Regions from separate parts of the Hordeum vulgare genome. Here region 1 is linked to region 2. A link is a contact called in public Hi-C data. All regions are on one chromosome and are shown on one strand. Each heading gives the region's core, a stretch centred on a gene start, on an enhancer-like site or on the middle of the called end of the contact. The rest is flanking DNA. Distances are from core to core; before and after follow the strand shown.

What was found. A called contact is a pair of places that touch in the nucleus more often than the background predicts.
Region 1: a Hi-C map of seedling shows a contact between it and region 2, with 2.6 times the contacts expected there. The contact joins the promoter of LOC123427783 here to the enhancer-like site in region 2. A contact is called at or near these places in 1 of 6 Hi-C or Micro-C datasets (seedling) and 1 of 1 datasets of contacts at active chromatin or transcription factors (embryo).

Annotation. Positions count from the first base shown.
Region 1 is chr1H:158,575,418-158,578,117 of MorexV3_pseudomolecules_assembly, reverse strand. LOC123427783 (40S ribosomal protein S7) reads left to right here and starts at 1,377. Exons shown (of 5, transcript XM_045111903.1): 1 at 1,377-1,511; 2 at 1,601-1,674; 3 at 1,779-1,902; 4 at 2,643-2,700. The coding sequence starts at 1,437.
Region 2 is chr1H:157,970,733-157,973,432 of MorexV3_pseudomolecules_assembly, reverse strand. No RefSeq gene overlaps it. Among protein-coding and RNA genes, the nearest start is that of LOC123427766, 100 kb to the right of the region's middle. Within about 2 kb of position 1,327, at least 3 of the 3 cell types and tissues checked have open chromatin away from gene starts, as enhancers often do. A contact at or near this core is called in seedling, where this site is marked.

The sequences.
Region 1 (2,700 bases), core at 128-2,627, 600 kb before region 2:
GATCTAGTTATCAAGTGACAACACTTGCATATAGTCAGAAAACCTTGACTATCATTGATCAACTGGCTAGCCAACTAGAGGCTTGCTAGGGACATTGTTTTGTCTATGTATCCACACATGTATCTATTTTTCATTCAATACAATTATAGCATGGATAATACACGATTATCTTTTACCAGGAAATATAATAATAACTATTTATCATTGCCTCTAGGGAATATTTCCAACAAATGCAACTACCCAATGAATCACACGGCGACAACGGAATAAAAGGGAATCTTCTGGAGCGTCGGTCTCGGGCTGTCACAAAAGCGCAGCCGCGGAGCGTTCTCCGGACCGAGCTGAGGGCGTTTGGTGGCACGACGTTTCTTGCGGTATTCGACTTTCGTCCATTCATTGCAATGGCCTGAAGGGAAGGGGCTCAGGCACGGGGAAGAGCGAACCACAATGGGTTTTAGCCTTTACTGCCCGAAAGAGGGATCCCTAGCAGTATCCGGGGTGGAGAAGGCGGCCGCGGTCTTGGAGCACTCCCCCCGGAGCAGGATTCGCAGCGGGAGCTTGGGGTTGCCGTTGACGAGCCAGGGTGAGGCTGAGAGTTCAACAGATCTGATGGACCGCTGGACCTGGCGAGATCACGGACCGAGGCCGGTTGCCCCCACTCCTTGTTGTCTACTGAGGTGGACCGCGCAGATTCGAAGCATGCGGGGCGGGAGCGCCCCATGAGGTGTGGAGAGGTGGCGTCCCTACCCGGGCGGGCATCGCCGGGGTGTGGTGGCCGTCGTGGTCGAGGTGGCCAGCGACTCTATCGTGGGAGGGGAGGGAGGTAGCTTGTAGGGACTAATGGTCAATTGCTTGATGAAGTAAAAGGCTTGATCAGTTCTTTCGTAGATTGTAGGGTTGTTTGGGTGCGACGTTGTGCAAACAAAGTTGCACATGTCTTAGTTAGGGAAGGTTGCTTGAAATTCTTATGTAAAACTTGGATCCATGTGTCTCCTGAGTGTGTTAGCTTGGAGATTGTATGAGACAAGACTTTAAACGTTGAATAAAGTGGCATAAAGTGGCAATGATTCTCATAAAAAAGGAAGAAGAAGCAGGTAGCACATGTACGTGCTTCTTTGATCCGCTGTTATGAATCTTTATATTGAATCTGTTAAAACCTTTTTGATAATCTGCTAATGGAACAGTGTGTGTTCGTCGGACTTTGACTTATGTTTATGGATGAATTTCCACAAACACGAGTCCGAAAAAACAAATCTTGATAAAGATCGATATTGGCCAATGCAACAGGCCTTTTGTGCCCAGCATGGCCCAGCCCACAAACATTTTGGGATCCCCTTAGACCTATAAAAACATATCCCACTACTCGCGGCCGCCTCTAAACCCTACCTCCGTGGCCGCCACACCTCGACCTCAGGCGAAGAAAGGGCGAAAGCACCATGTACACGGCGAGGAAGAAGATCCAGAAGGACAAGGGCCTCGAGCCCTCCGAGTTCGAGGACTCCGTCGCGCAGGTAGCTAGGAAGCCCTCTCGTCTGACGTCACTGCCCTTGCGTGTGGTCTCTGGGCTCCGTGTTTCACCACCGCCGTTTCGTCTTTGTAGGCTTTCTTCGACCTGGAGAATGGCAACCAGGAGCTCAAGAGCGACGTCAAAGACCTCTACATCAACGCCGCCTTGTAAGCCATCAGCCAGCCTTAACCTTGATTTTCGTTTCAGTTGAGCAGTCCAATTGGCAGTGAAGGCGATGATGGTTTCTGGTTTGTGCGGCCTCTTGTTGCAGCCAGATGGATGTTGCAGGGAACAGGAAGGCCGTGGTCATCCACGTCCCGTACAGGCTCCGCAAGTCCTTCAGGAAGATCCACGTCAGGCTCGTCAGGGAGCTCGAGAAGAAGTTCAGCGGCAAGGTTTGTGGAATGCCATTCACCTTGTTAGAATCCTTTCCTTTGAAGAACAGTCTGATCTAGTAATCATTATTTCACATAGGAGTCAGTTGGAGTAAGTTTGCTAGTCAGAAGGATTGCTTATGTGTTGTAGATTGCGTAGACAAGATGGTAATCCCCTATAGCCATAACAATTTACTGCCTTACCAGAGAGCATGTGTCTACGCTCCGCCTGAATCCTGTTCTGTTTTGCACTGCACTCTGCTACTACAAATACAATACGATACCTGTGTGTGTGCAATGTTCACCAGTATGCTACCTCGTCTACAACTAGGACGCTGTACGAATGGGCATGTGTTTTCGGTTTGGAAGAGATGTATTTACTCGAATGCTGTGGCCGTTATTTCTTATTGCCTTCTTTGTCAGGTGTCATTTACAATGTTTGGCATCTTCCATTCAATGTTATTTGTCTAATGAAGAATTTGTTTGTTAGTCTAAAAATACGCCGATGGAGAAATTTCTTAGTAGTCATGTCTTTTGCCTATTAAACATGCCAATACCCCCTAATTTTGTTTAGACAATTATTGTATTCATGTCACTTCCTGTAATTGCCAAAAATATGCCGATGGAGAAATTTCCTAGTAGTTGTATCTTTCACCTATGAAACATGCCCAAACCCCCCAATTAAGCTGAAGCAGAAGTTAGCCAAGTTCCTTTTTCTTCCATGCTTGCTGAATTGTGTAGTTGACTATGACTCAATGCAGGACGTTGTTATTGTTGCAACAAGGCGGATTGTGAGGCCACCCAAAAAAGGTTCTGCTG
Region 2 (2,700 bases), core at 78-2,577:
GTTATGCCTATAATAAAATTTTAGAGTTATTAAACAAAAAAATAAAGGCTACCATGTTATTTTACATATTTTTCTAACCAAGTTATATATGTGGGACATTTTAATCGGAGATACGGTTAATCACATATGAGACAAACCGTTTTAACATGACATGTACGCAAATTTAATTAAACATCATGTTTAAACATTTGAAACACATGAGAGAGTTGGATATTGTGAATCTACATGAAATTTTAAGCATTTTTCATGTTGGCGTTATTTTAATCCGATGCACGATTAATTTGCTATGCATTAAATCATTTTAATATGGCATCACGTAAATCAATGCAAACAGTAGGTCAAACAACTTTAAACATGCATGAAATTTGGAAATTATTAATCAACATAAATTTTTAGTCATTTTACATAGCTAGAATATTTTCATACGATGCACGATTATTTAGTTATTAGCAATTTAAAATTATGCAATAATATGCAATTATGCAATATCCTGAAAATTAGACAATTTCACATGTGGAAAAAGACATGGCACGGGCCTAATCTGCACAGAGTTGGGTCAACACGGCAGGTCGTTGGATAAACAAAATGTGCATGGGCGAGGCATAGAGGGGAGCTCACCCTAGGCCAGATCTAGCCTGGACGAGCTGGGCTAGCTCGCTGGGCTTGGGGTCGACTCGGCTGCGCGGGCAGGCCGTCCGATGCGGCCCCGACGGCTGGCGGCCCACAACGCGGGCAAGGCTGGCCCGATGCTATGCTCCCTCCTCAAATAGGTCTAATGGATAAGCTACATAACAGACCATTGGCTGTCTTCCCCAGCAACAGGCTCGCACGAGCGAGCGCTCGCAAGGACCGGTGGCGCGGTCAACGGCGCCGGCGGCGGCTTGGCGCGACGACGAGGCGCGGAGGAGGCCTGGGACACGCGGATCCGGCGGGGAACGGGCCGATCCCGAGGTGGAGCTGCCGGATCCGGCGAGACCCGGCGACGACGAGGCGGGGAGGACAATCCATGGCGGCTGATTCCTGCGAGCGGAGAGGAGAGAAATGGGGTCACGGAGAGGGGGAGAGAGCTCGGAAGAAGAGAGACGGGCGCGGGCGATCGGATCCGGCTCGGGGAGGGTCCGACGACCGGCTATGGGGCGGCGACTTGCAGCGCAGGCGGCGGCGCGGGGCTCCGATGAGGCAGGTGAACGCAGGGCACCAGGGAGGCGCAGGAGCACGCGCGGGGCGTGCAAGGCGTGGGGCCCGCGGGCCATGGCGGGCCTGCTGCGGGCCGTGGCAGGCCGCAGTGGCTGGGGCGGCGCCAGGGCTGATGTGGGACCCTTCAGTTGGCCACAGAGGCGACTACAACGACGCCAAGTGGCCAAGGGGAAGTGGGCGGCACCGGATTTCAAGGAGAGGGGCTGGGAAGGCCAAAAATGGACGTTGGGGTTGCCTATAAATAGCAGGGAGGCTAGGGTTTGGTTTTTTGCATCGTTTTTGAATCGTTTGATCACGATCGAACGGTTCGGAAGCGGAGGGGTGGCTAGGTGGGCTATGATGGATTAGGTTGGGCTGTGTAGATGGGTTAGGCGGGATGAGAGGAAAGTTTTGCAGCCCGACACAAAGTTTATAAAATCAAAAAACGTCCGTTAATAAACCGGCTCTAGTGTCTCTCTAGGTTTAATGGTTCGGATAAGAAACAAACTACGAATGCGACGAAATTTGGCACGCGACCTACCTATACTATGATAAAGACCGCACTTCAAGTTTCAACCCAATCTGAAAAAGTTTCATACATAATTTTAAAAACAAATATTTTAACGATGTTACGGGCGCGTGCGTGTGTGGTTGGTCTTGAAACGGTCAACGACAAAATGGATAGAACCAACAACTAATAACAGATGCAAGTTTTGAAAAATGAAGGCAACAAAGTGTCGACCCAATGCGGATGATGCGCATAATGCGATGATAAATGCGACGAACAAAATAATCACACAGCGACAACGGAATAAAAGGGGAATCTGCTGGAGCATCGCTTCCGGGTTGTTACATGCACTGCGACAGGGGCGGTGCATCGGGCCGTGATGATGCACGTGCGGCGGCGGCTAGGCTTCGAGGCGAGGGGAATCATGGTTTGGGCGAGGTTGGTGTTAGCGTACCTGACATGGGGGATCCAGAGGGCAATGAAAACCCCTAATCCAACACTGCCGAACCACCTGTGCAGCCCAGACGGCCCAACCCCTACTACCACGGGCCGGCTTGGGCCAGCTGAAGCTAGCCGCGGCAGTACTTGAAGCCACGCGCACAGAGGGGAACGACATCCAGTGGATCATGGAGCCGACGGCGATGGCTACCTGTTCTTCCTCCTACCAGCGATCCCCTTTCCCAATTCATGTAATCCGGTTGTAATCGCTACCTATGACTCGAATTCGTGAGCTCAATTAGTAGATCGAGTGTATCCACCACTCGTTCCCTAACATCTGGTATCAAAGCCAGGTGGGTAGGCAGGTAGGCCATGATGTTGCGTCCACTATTTGTGAGTCCATGAATAACATTCAGCTACAAGGTCTGTGCAGCAAATGGAGTTTCCTGGGTCTCGTAGGATACTACCGCCGATTTGTTAGGAATTTCGGCATGATCGCACAACCCGTGTTCAATCTTCCCAAGAAAGGCGTTCCATTTCTCTGGACTCCCGTCGCTGAAATTGCATCCCAAGTGCTC